Linked DNA regions of Mus musculus: all the other regions are linked to region 3. A link is a contact called in public Hi-C data. All regions are on one chromosome and are shown on one strand. The core of a region is the stretch at or near the end of the contact, and the rest is flanking DNA. Distances in the headings are between cores, read along the strand shown.

Evidence for each region. A called contact is a pair of places that touch in the nucleus more often than the background predicts.
Region 1: a Hi-C map of bone marrow-derived macrophages shows a contact between it and region 3, with 18 read pairs. The contact joins two enhancer-like sites. A contact is called at or near these places in 1 of 39 promoter capture datasets (the SN4741 cell line), 1 of 484 Hi-C or Micro-C datasets (bone marrow-derived macrophages), 7 of 115 datasets of contacts at active chromatin or transcription factors (embryonic basal ganglia, embryonic hindbrain, embryonic stem cells and 3 more) and 1 of 9 other capture datasets (embryonic stem cells).
Region 2: a Hi-C map of bone marrow-derived macrophages shows a contact between it and region 3, with 20 read pairs. The contact joins two enhancer-like sites. A contact is called at or near these places in 1 of 484 Hi-C or Micro-C datasets (bone marrow-derived macrophages) and 2 of 115 datasets of contacts at active chromatin or transcription factors (embryonic stem cells and forebrain).

The regions. Positions count from the first base shown.
Region 1 is chr14:105,920,673-105,924,398 of GRCm38.p6, forward strand. No RefSeq gene overlaps it. Among named protein-coding and RNA genes, the nearest start is that of Spry2, 26 kb to the left of the region's middle. Within about 2 kb of position 1,984, at least 153 of the 459 cell types and tissues checked have an H3K27ac peak or open chromatin away from gene starts, as enhancers often do. A contact at or near this core is called in bone marrow-derived macrophages, where this site is marked.
Region 2 is chr14:105,840,616-105,844,515 of GRCm38.p6, forward strand. No RefSeq gene overlaps it. Among named protein-coding and RNA genes, the nearest start is that of Gm41239, 20 kb to the left of the region's middle. Within about 2 kb of position 1,451, at least 7 of the 459 cell types and tissues checked have an H3K27ac peak or open chromatin away from gene starts, as enhancers often do. A contact at or near this core is called in bone marrow-derived macrophages, where this site is marked.
Region 3 is chr14:105,429,391-105,433,613 of GRCm38.p6, forward strand. It overlaps 5430440P10Rik (RIKEN cDNA 5430440P10 gene), which reads left to right. Exons shown (of 3, transcript NR_045859.1): 2 at 4,002-4,124. Among named protein-coding and RNA genes, the nearest start is that of 5430440P10Rik, 3.9 kb to the left of the region's middle. Within about 2 kb of position 2,376, at least 36 of the 459 cell types and tissues checked have an H3K27ac peak or open chromatin away from gene starts, as enhancers often do. A contact at or near this core is called in bone marrow-derived macrophages, where this site is marked.

The DNA of each region.
Region 1 (3,726 bases), core at 734-3,233, 490 kb after region 3:
TATAGGTAAGGGAAGCCTGGGCGTTGTGGCGGGACAAGCCCGCAGAAGGGGGTTGGGAGCCCCGGGGCTCTTTGTGTCTGTGTGGATCTCAGAAAAGGAAACCTGCTTGGAAGTTCTGAGACAACAACGTCCAGAATCTGTTTGCCCTGGAGAGCATTTGAAACCGGTCCCTGGGAGATGCTCTCACCTTACGGCAATTCTGGTTCGGACTGACACACACAGACAAAAGTGAAGGCACCAACCATTTACTGGGTTTTCAATGCTGAGCTGGGCAAGAGTGGGTTAGAAACTCCGAGCTGCACAGCACCCCGCTGAGAAGTTGCTTTGTCCTGGGCCCCTCTTTCACAACAGGGGAAAAGGTAATTGGCAGCCCGATTGTTTAGCCGGGACCCCTGCTGTTTTAGAATCCTGGAAGGCCCCAGTCACACGTTGTCAATAATGGCCCTCAGAGGTGAGGAGTGAAGGAGGGCTGTTCGGGAAACAGTTTGAGCCCTTCAAGTGGACAGGCCTCAGTGACTTCTGCGCTCTGCCTGCCACGGGCAGCTCATTCAAAAATAACCTTAAAGTAATAAATCAAACTCGTTTCCTGAACTATACAAGGAACAGCTGCTTATTTTTCCTCACTTTTTTTTTCAAAGCAGAGAGAGAGAGAGAGAGAGAGAGAGATTTCATTTTTTTCATTTTTTTTTTTTTTAACTACAGGAAACCAAGCATGTCAAAATTTGGCAAAGCAGTTTGGATGATTTAAAAGCTAAACACTCCTCTTTATAATGCTAGACGTCCATTGGCCTCCCCCCCCCCCCCACTTATTTAAACGTTTATTTTTGCAATCCGTTTGTTGCAACAAATGGCCCTTATCCGGTTCTCCCTGTTTTTGAAAGGAAGATGACGGGGGTGGGGGTGGGGTGGGGGTGGGGGCAGTTTCTAAAGCATTGGTCCATTGGCTCAATGATTTTACAGGTACCAGTTCTTTTCTAAGGTTCTGCAGCAATTTGATGGGGGCTTCGGATGTTACCGCATTTGTTTCTTCTGAGAGCCCGTTTTTTTTTTTTTTTTTTTTTTTTTTTTTGGAGTTTTGATGAGACCAGTAGTTTTTCTTCAGTCTCTTGATTTAGGAACTCCATGCTAGAGTCTTTGCCACCATAGAGGAGATCTTTTCTCTTCAGAAAAAACAATTTGCAACTTTTCAGTCTCTTTGGGGGTCCTTGTGTGTCTATCTTCCTCCTTGGATATGTTTACTCTCCAGATAAGAGCAGCTAGCCTCTGATTTCTTTGCCAATGATTAAACATCTGTAAGGGACACAGGATATAAAAAGAATTCTCTTCTGTAATGATTAGTGTGTTTCTTTGTTTTATAAATAGCTAGTATTGAGAAAAGGATCCATTTTTAATGAGAACCATAATAGAAGTTATTCTAAAAATTTTTAAAAATATGACAAGATATTTTCTAATAAATCATAGAATGCCTTCCTAGAAATTAGGGTTTTCATATCTTGTATACAATAAGAGTTAAGAAAGAAACATACTTTAGGGCCTCTGATTTTTACATACTATATATATTTCAAATCATTTAAACATAAGCAGCTCATCTTAAAATTAATTCTAAGGTTATTAATATCCCATTGTACAACATACCTTGATTACTATCATTGTTTAGAAGTATCGTTTGTCATGATTCAGTAGTAGAGGAGAAATGATGGATGGAGTAGTGGGATGTTTAGTGTCTAATTACCGATGAATTTCTTTTTCTTCCTGATTTGGTTAGAGGTTATCCGTGACTAGATGCTTGTCATGAAAGGCATGTCTACAGGAAGACGGTGAAATTCCGTTTGCAGTAGAATCACTGTTGTTGTATTTGCAGGGAAGTACACTGCTGTGGTAGCACAAATAAGTCAAAGTTTGTGCCACATGGTTAGGTCAGTGTACTTTGTACACTCACAGTGTCCCCCCGGACTGTTTTAACAGTGAGTTCAGCAGTGGGTGTGGTTTCCATATGAATAGCTCTTCCTCCTATGGCCGTTGTTCACTCTGAGACTGTTTGGATATAACTTCTCCTCAGGTTCAACATTTGAGGCTCAAATGTGATCTATCTAGGAGGAATTCTTGAGAACTGTATTAACATGTTTGAAAGAACTGGATTTACTGAACACACTACTGTGTCAGAAAGGATTCCTTGAACGCTTGGACGGTTTCTAAACATAGTTTATAAATAAGGATATAAATTATCTGTGAATTAACACACAAACGACTTGGAAATGTCGAGGGCTCTGTCGTCTAGATGACTCATTTCACCCCCATTGAGTCACAGCTTCCTCTTGCTAACAGATGCTTAGAAATGGACTGGTTCGGTGAATTTCAAAGCAGCTGGAACCTCCGTGGCCTTAGCATCTCCTTTTCTGGATCACTGCGGCCTCTGGGCCACATGTAGGGGTGAGCTAGGGAGAAAGGAGCTGTGCGCAGACTTGCCTCCTGGCCTCCTGCTTGGCTGCCACTCACACAGCTTGCCCCCAGAATGGACTTCCTGTGTTGTCAGTCTTACTCAGTATCTCACCAAGCACTCTTTGTCACTCAGCCTGAGACAGAAAGGGGCGAGATAACAAATCTAGACTGCTTGTGTTGATTTTGTGGATAACCTAAAGGGCTCTCGGGGGGGGGGGGGGGGGCCCACCTCTACTTCGGCAACAGCCTTTCCTGTGACATTGAGCCAGGCTTTGGACATCCCGTTCCTTGGTTTGTGTCAATGAGGAATGAGGACCGCGGTGCTGTGTCCTCTTACTTTATTACAAAGTGCAGTAACTCGAACATTTTTCTGAACATTGAAAGCCCTTAGCAAAGAAAACATAACGAAACGCAAATTACAACCACCACAAGAGACAGACGGTCTTTTCTGTTCTCAGGAGATGGGAAGGAAATCACAGCTCACTAATTACATTCTTTACCTCCAAAAAGAATATGTTGTAGTCATGTAAATAAGGTCTTCCCTTCCGTCATCCTTCCAGTTTCCCCTATTATTATTGTTGTTGTTATTGTTATTATTTGCCCACATCACCATCCTCTTCCTGCAGATTTCCTTCTTCTACGTGGGAGACCTTAACACTTATATGGGGTCAAAGTTCAACAGCAACTGGCATTAGTCAAGAACGTGTCTAGTAGGCACCGAGACAAATAAGGAGATCAACTGAGTGATGGGACTGCATAGCAAGTCATGGTGTGTTGGCTTCAGCAAATTCCCTGGGTTCAGAAATGAATTCACAGAGGTAGCGTTGGCAAGCAGGGTCTCTGGACTTTGGTGTCTTTATATCCTAGGATGCGTATTTATCCGGAGCTCTTTGCAAAGGGATTGGACAGGATGGAAACCATCGAGAAATTGAAAGATTCTTCCTGTTGTGTGGGAGAAAGTATCATATCTATACCTGTAGCCTTTACCTTCCTTTGGTTAAACAATGAAAGTAGGCTCAGTGCACCTGGGAGAGAAACACTGGATCATTCCATTGCATTAGAATTTATAAAATATTCCAAAAATTCGAGAATGTATTTTAATTTCACGTAACAAAAAAAATCCCCCTTTAAGCGGTTGAGTTTATTGCTGCTATCTTGTGTTATGAAGACACTAGCAATATCAATCGTGACTTAGAAATCAGTTTACCTCGTCTTCCTCATGACATCTCAGGAAGGGACCTGCACACGGGCTCCCCATGCATCACGCATGCGCACCGTTTCCATGTG
Region 2 (3,900 bases), core at 201-2,700, 410 kb after region 3:
CACAAGTGACCTCAAAGTCCACCTCCACTGTGACACACTTCCTCCAACAAGGCCACACCCCCTAATAATGCCACTCCCTATGGACCAAACATTCAAACACTTGTGTCTATGGGTGCCACTCCCATTCAAAACATCACTGCTTCCAATACTTAATCTTCATGGTCTTTTCCAATAACTTTTTCATGGATTCTAATTGATTATGCATCACCAAAGAGATTTTTAATATGTATTGAGGAGTACTTCAATACACAAAAGAACGTTTCACCATAAAACAGATAGCCCCCCAAATAATAGCTATTTTGTGCTCTTTGGGAATTCTCACTACCCTCCAGCCCTGTGGCAGTCATTGCTACATCTCTTGGGCTTTTGCTAAGGTTGTTAACCAGGAAAAGCTGTTCAAAACCCTCTGTCTTCCAAAACACTTACAGAAACATCTATGTCTTCTCTAGTCTTTAAAGTAAAAGTAATAATTAGTATTATGAGACATATGGTGAGATCTAGGAGTACCAGCTGTAGCAAGGAATGCTCCACCATGTTTTAGACTTGAATGCTTTGCTTTAGATGGACTTGATGCTTTGCTTGGATGCTTTTATCTATTTAGAGATAAGTTTTCTCTATGTAGCTCTGTCTCACATAGAGAAACATAGAACTCACAGGACTGATCTCAGACTTCTAGAGAGCCACCTGCCTCTACCTCCTGAGTGCTAGGATTAAAGGTATGAGTCACCATAACTGGCTTTGGGAGAATTTTTATATCTTTAATACAAGTGTCTGCTTATAACTAATCCTCATAGAAACTAAGAGGAAAGGTTGATTTCATTGAAGGGTCATGGTTCTGTTGCAACCTGGTTCCAAAATGGCCTTGGGCACTATCTCTAAACTGAAAATAAAGAGTCTGCTGTGAAAGCCAGTATGTCTCCTGGCGATGACTGACCTCTTGGTATAAAAGCCATGATAAATGGTCATTTTAAAGTGTTTGGTTGTTGTTGTTTTGATTTGGGTTTTTGTTTGTTTTTGTTTTGCTTTGCTTGCTTGTTTTTTAAGTGGCCTTTTGTCTTCCTCTTTTGCCACTCAAACTACCTCTAAGTTAGACTGCTTTATAGTAATTATTAGTCACTGATGTTTTTCCTGTCTTCTGTCTTTTATTTTCAAATGCTGAGTCAGACTTCCTTTCCTGAGACAAATACCATTTGGCCCTGATGTATATATACTTCTTTTTTTACTGCTGGATTCTATTTTATGGAGGATTAGTTCAGTGCTTTCAGTAAAAGATACTAATTAGTAGGTGTGTTTGTTTGTGTGTGTGTGTGTGTGTGTGTGTGTGTGTGTGTGTGTGTATGTTTTGTTTTGTAAAGCCTTTGGTGGACTGGCTCTTAGGGCACTGTTGCCCTGGAGCTGATGCACAGGTGTGAAGGAGTACTGTGTCCTGGCTTGCTCTCCACAGCTTGCTCAGTCTGATATCATAACACCAAGGACCATTAGCCAAGGGAAGGCATTACCCATGATGGTCTGTGCTCTCCCAGCATGAATCATTAATTAAGAAAATGCTTGCCTGCAGCCTGATCTTAGAGAGGCATTCCTCAATTGAGGTTCCCTCCTCTTAGATGACTCTAGCCTGTGTCAAGTTGACATTAAACAACCCAGTATAGTCATTAATCACTGATTCATTACTTTTAATGGATATCGTGGCATTCATAGAATCTTTTCATCTAATGTGAGTCTAGGCAAATTTTTCTTTCAAATAGTTTATTTTACTATTGCTCACTGTATTTCATTATTTTTCTGCTAATACAGTCTCTATAGCAATATCCCTACTTCCATTTCTTTTTTTTTTTTTTTTTTTTGGTTTTTTTTTTTTTTTTTTCGAGACAGGGTTTCTCTGTATAGCCCTGGCTGTCCTGGAACTCACTCTGTAGACCAGGCTGGTCTCGAACTCAGAAATTCGCCTGTCTCTGTCTCCCAAGTGCTGGGATTAAAGGCGTGCGCCACCACTGCCTGACTCCTACTTCCATTTCTAATGTTAGCAAATTTGTTGTCCCTTGTTGTCTTAGCATAGCTAGAACCACTGATTCTGTTGATTTTTTTTTTTAATTGGCTTTGTGTTTTATTCTTCTCTGTTGACTTCATGTTTTGAGATATTTATTATTTACTGTCTCACTTTGGAATTAGTGTTATATCTAACTACTTTCCTAACTTAGTAGCTTAATCAATTTATTTTTAGAACATTCTTTTAAAATTTTTCAATAATATATACACTAAATGCTACAGATTTCTATGTTAACACTGATTACATCACAACCTAAAAGCAGCAATAGGCAGTTGTTTGTTTGTTTAAAATCTCTCACGGGGCCTTCAGACATTTGTCTAATCTGTGTGTTATTGAGAAGTATATTATTTAATCTCTTTTGTGTACTTTTCCATGTTTTTTTTCCTGCTATCAATTTCTAGCTAATGTCTAGAGTGGTTTGAGAGCAGACATTGTATGAGTTCTGTTTTTCATAATTTCGCTAACATGGCATGATCCAGAATGTTTAGCCTCTCTTAGAGAATATCCCAAGCACACTTGAAATGACTGTTTTGTTGTTTGGTGAAATAGTCTATAGATGTCAATTATACTTATCATGCATAGTTTGAACAGTTTATTAATAGTGGGCATAAAAGAGAGAAAACAACAGACTGAGGTCCAGAAACAACCTTCAAAGTCATATCCCCAATGATCAAGTCTTACCTCTCAGCTTTCTATAATAGCCCAAAATAGTGTCACCAGGGAAGAACAAAGCATTCAAAACCTGTATCTGTAGAAAACATTTCACACTCAAACCATGACATTTTTTTCCTGGTCTCCAAAGGCTCATGCACATTTTATAATTAAAAATGTATTTCCTTCATCTAAAAGGTCTCTATAATATTAACAGTTCCAGCAATTGATCAAAAACCTAGCTCAAAATATGTTATGAGTCTCTCATTAACTCTTAGTTTTGAGCTCCTATAAATTAAAATCAAAGACATAATGCCACAGGGGGGAAAAAAGGTATTTTCATTCCAAAACTGATCATTGAGGCTATAGGAAAAGGGAGAAAGAAGGAGAGAAAGGAAGGAAGGAACGAAGGAAGGGAGGGGGAGAGAGAGAGAGAGAGAGAGAGAGAGAGAGAGAGAGAGAGAGAGAACTGAAAGCCAATAGTTCAAACATGTCCAACATTAAGAACATTGCAAGCTCGGATGGGCCTGTGTGAAGTTCAATCCTCATGGCCTCTCTCTAGCTGGTTTTACTTGCTGCCTGCAGCTTTCCCAGCTGCATATTCAGCATCTGGCATCTTTAACATTCTGTGTACTCTGATGTGGGTTAAGCTGCACCTTTGCAGGATCACACATGTCCTTTCCAGCAGCTTGTTGCAGGGAATCTAACTTGGCCACACACTGCCTGCTCTCCTCTGCCTTCCTTTCAGATCTCTGGGGAAGCAATGATCACTCCACCCTCAAACTTCTGCATTCCACACACTTGCATGGCCAGCAAGATCTTCTGCAAGCTTGAGTGATAGCCAGGCCTGCCCTACAGTGGCCTTTGAATGGATAGGTGCCCTACCCAGCCAGGAAAGCACTTCCCCAGGCAATCCTATGTGATCAAGCTATCCCTGTGGGTCTCTCATCTCAAGGGAAAGGGTTACAAAAGGAGTTTATAATTTTATACATGTTAATCTATGATGACTTGGTATGACCAAGTCCTCAAATGTCCTCAAGACATTATTTTTATTATTTCTTTGCAGTCATTGGTCCCCTTTGTTAAGGCACTAAGCTTTTTAGCAACCATATCTTCCCTTTCCACAACTTCAACCATATTTCTTTTCTGCTCAAGAGTTTCTCAACTTTTTCTACACTCCATTGCCTCTGGATTCTTGCTGG
Region 3 (4,223 bases), core at 1,126-3,625:
ACACATTTCTCTGTGTCCTCGCCTCCTTCTGTATTAAACTTAACTTCCTCTAGTCTTTATCACATTATTTAATGACTGCATTCTTTTCTTGCATTTACATTTCTTTTTCTTTTTTACTTTTTTTTTTTTTAAGAAAACACATTTTTTGAGCTTCTTGGGGACAGCGTGTGTGTCCGAGTCTCTGAATGTCTATAAATTAGATACTTAATTAAGGGTGAAGAACAAGTACGTTATTGCTTTTAACTCAGTTTGGGTGAATTATCACCCTTTTTAATTTCAGATGATGGAGGGACTTTCATGTAAGAATGAAATAAGTTTGTTATGGTTTCTGAAACAAGTGACCTTGCTACCAAATCTTGGTTCCTGAAGCTCTCTAACTCCATTCTTGAGATTGCCAAACTTCAGGGTCTGTTTCCTTATTTGGACCAAAACAGAAGGACACGGGGTTAGATGCTGCCTTAATCTAACACATCTGCTCTCCCCTCTCTGTATCTACAGTAGACAGCTGTCCTCTGTAACATGAACATGGAAAGTGATACAGTATGGAGAATGAACTTCTTAGACATATGAAAACTTCTATTTTAAGTATTTGAATAGGCAACCTAAAAGATATCTTTTCACAGGCAGTTGCAGAGACAACCCTCTTGGCACGTTTGCCAAATGCCACAATCCAGGCTATAGCAGAGGAGCCGAGGAAATGGCTCATGGGTTAACAGGACTTACTCTCTTGCAGAGGACCCAGCTTCAATTTCCAGCACTCATATGGCAGCTCACAACTGCCTGTAACTAGTCCCAGAGCATCTGATGTCCTTCTCTGACCTCAGTGGGCACAAGGCACGAATGGGATGCACACATACATGCAGGCGTGATACTCATGCACATAAAAAAACAAGACAAATGTCAACAAAAAGACCAACAATATAGTACAGGGCTAGCTTTTTGCTGGGGGGACGAGCAAATAAGAATGCATATCTGAAGAAATAACTCCAAGTTTTGGAAAACACATAACCTATTAACTCTTTAAAAACTGATTCCAAAACTATTTTTTGTTTAGTAAGTAAAGATGTTAGGGAAAAAAATAAAAGCAAAAAAACCGATGAGCATTTCATGTACAATTATGACAATAAATAATAATCCCTAAAATCTGATATGCTCTACTTTCTGGAAAATGTAATCAATTGTCCTAGTTGTACAAAGACTCTAAAGATTCTCTGATGGATCACTGCTAATCCACGGTTTGGCACGAGGCATCTTTGGCCTGGACCATGCAGAAGAGCTTTAAGCAATGTTCCTTTCATCAGCTTGCTAGTTGGGAGAGTAGACCCTGGTTTGTTTCAGAGTCTCATACAGGATCTCTCTACCTCTCTACTGAACAAGTAGAGAGAAACAGTGCCCCACCACCACCACCACCACACACACACATTTTCCACAAAACACCCATGAAGGGGAAAGACAGATCCAGGAAAAGGAGAGGCTGTAAGGGTACCCACAGCGTATCTTTAAGAGCTGACAGTTCGGAGCCTTAGAGATGACTTAGGCAAACTCCAGTGCCATGCAGTTTAGACTTGGCCTTCAGAGTCTTGGTGCACTCTCTTCTGCCTTGTGTCCTTTGCTCTTCAGAGAATCTATGTGTTGGTAAATGCTGTGGAAGGACGACTGTGACAAGGGTGCGAATGAGACGAGGTAAATGGCACACAGTAAACTCAGGGTAGCTGGGGAATGTTTTGAGTTTGTGCGTTTTTGTGCTCCTATGCTGGGTGAAGTTTCCCACATTCATCTTATTTTTTTCTCAAATAGAATGAACATGGGAAAACATGAGAAGTGTATGCTAATCATCTGAATGGTTCCACAACATAGTAGTGAAGTTTTGTCCTCAAAATAAACTCTGTAGTAAAACTGGCTCCATCTACATTTCTGAACTGTTAAGTTCAGCAAACACTACATATAACTTCATCTACTTGAAGCCTGAGTAAACTCTTTGCCCCTTTGCAAACCAGACCCTGGATGTGGACACCATCTGTCTTTTGATGTCTTGATAGACCCATGCCACACCCCTAACACTGTAACCTTGAAAAGTCTACACATCCCCCAGATGCCCCTGCTATCTTGTAGTTTCTAGTTTCTCAGGTTCTATCTTGTAGTTTCTAGTTTCTCAGGTTCTGTAGTCAGAATCCTAGAGCCCATTATCCTAAATGTGAAGCTCACGAGTTCCAAAGAATCATCGCCTTTAAAAACAAAACAAAACAAAACAAAACAAAAAAACAAAAAAACAAAGAAAAAAAACCCCACCAACCTCATGTTGTGCTTGGTCATTGTCTGGCTGTGGTGGGGAACAGAAACTGCAAGATGGAAGTGTGTATGTGTGGTCAGGGACCTAAAACCATTCTTTGTGGTCACTGTGGCCAGTTCTGTATTACGGAAGGTCATACATCACACAGGCTGGTGCTAACCTCATCTTCCACCCCTCCGAACCATAGTTCTACCATTGTATTAGCTCTGGAAATACAGCATGGATTATTTGAACACTCTTTATATATTTATTAAACTGTCTAAGTTCTAGTATATAAATGCTATTTGTTTCTTACTTCAGCTAGAACAAGAATATACATCTATGGATTCTACCTCTTCTTGCTCTTGGCTAACTGTAAGCAAGCTGCTAGAGCTGTCTTCATTTGTACCATGTTATGAAATGGAAGCGGTAGCAATTCAAGTTGTTGTCAGAATTCAATAGGATTAGATAGATAGCTGACAGGGATCGAAGAGTTTCCAAGGGTAACCCGCAGTAATGTTGTGTTGTAGTTAGTACCACCTCACTGGCTTACTTCACTTTAAATCTAAGTAACAAACAAGCTTTGATTGAGCAACTGTTTGAGGTTTCAACTTATGATGGGCAGAAACATAGTTTTCTATAAAACTGAGCATTGATTATGCGAATTAATTATAACATCCTCATCCTGGGAGATCTGTGTGGCCCTCTTACGGATGCACCAGGCTTGTGCATGAGACCCGTTTGCTGTGTTGGAGGAGCAGGTGATGTATGATTTCCAAAGGCAGTTATTGAAATGAACACTTACTTTGAGTGTCTCATAAAACAGTGTTTGAGCCCAGGTGGAAAGTACTGTCAAGTCTTTCCTCAGCCGCTCCTTCTTCCTTGGGTCTGTTTGATACTCTCCCCTTTGATGACATTGCCCCTCAGAGAATCTAGCTTTCATTACCTTCTTTCTCCTTGCAGAGTCTCCTTCTTACCTCCGCTCCCTTCAATTCTCTCTTCCTTGTCATTTCTGAGTTCTGCCACTGAAGGGAAAAGCACCAACCTGTCACCAGGCCATGAGGGTATCTGCAGCTTTTGCACAACAGGCAGGCACCGGCAGCAAGGCCTTTCGTTCTTGGATACACACTCCTCTCCCTGCCACTATAGACGTAGATCACCCCCCACCCCCTGCAGCTGCAGCCCTGCAACAGCTCATTCACTACACAGGGGCCGGCTGTGGGGCTAGGGTAGCTCCAGGCACTGGAGATAATCTCAGGCAGCTACAGTGACTGGTGAAGATCAAAGGTTTTGTGCCTGCCTGAGGTCAGGATAACACTTGCTTTGCAAGCCTGGGAGCCCTAACCTTATGTCAGCAGATGGGAGAACATGGCTTTCTCTTTCAAAAAGTTTTAGCAAAAGATAGTAAATAAAATTCAAATCATTCTGAGGCTGTTTCTGTATCAAATGACTTTGATTTTCTGATCATTTTTTTGTTGTTGTTCTCAAGGTAATGGAGGCTCAAATCCGTAGAAAGCACTTTTCTGTAGAAAGTAGATCTCTGGAGACAGAAAATAAACCAAACTCCTAACCAGTTTCATGCATAAGCCCCACTTCTATTCCCTGAACCTGCAGCTACAGACTGTGTAAATGATCTAGAGAGGCTTCCAGAAACACTTAAAATGAACACTTCTGCTCAGTAAATGCCTAATTTATTTAAACCACAGATGAATGTTTGATAATCATATTGTAGGTAGAAGGAAGAAGAAGAGGAGGAGGAGGAGGAGGAGGAGGAAGAAGAAGAAGAAGAAGAAGAAGGAGAAGAAGAAGGAGAAGAAGAAGAAGAAGAAGAAGAAAAAGAAGACAGAAAAACTGTGTGAGTATTTTAGAATCATGATGTATCTGAGAAGGAATCCAGAAAGGGCAAAATGACTTCAATTCCAAGCAAAAAAAAAAAAAAAAAAAAAAAAAAAAA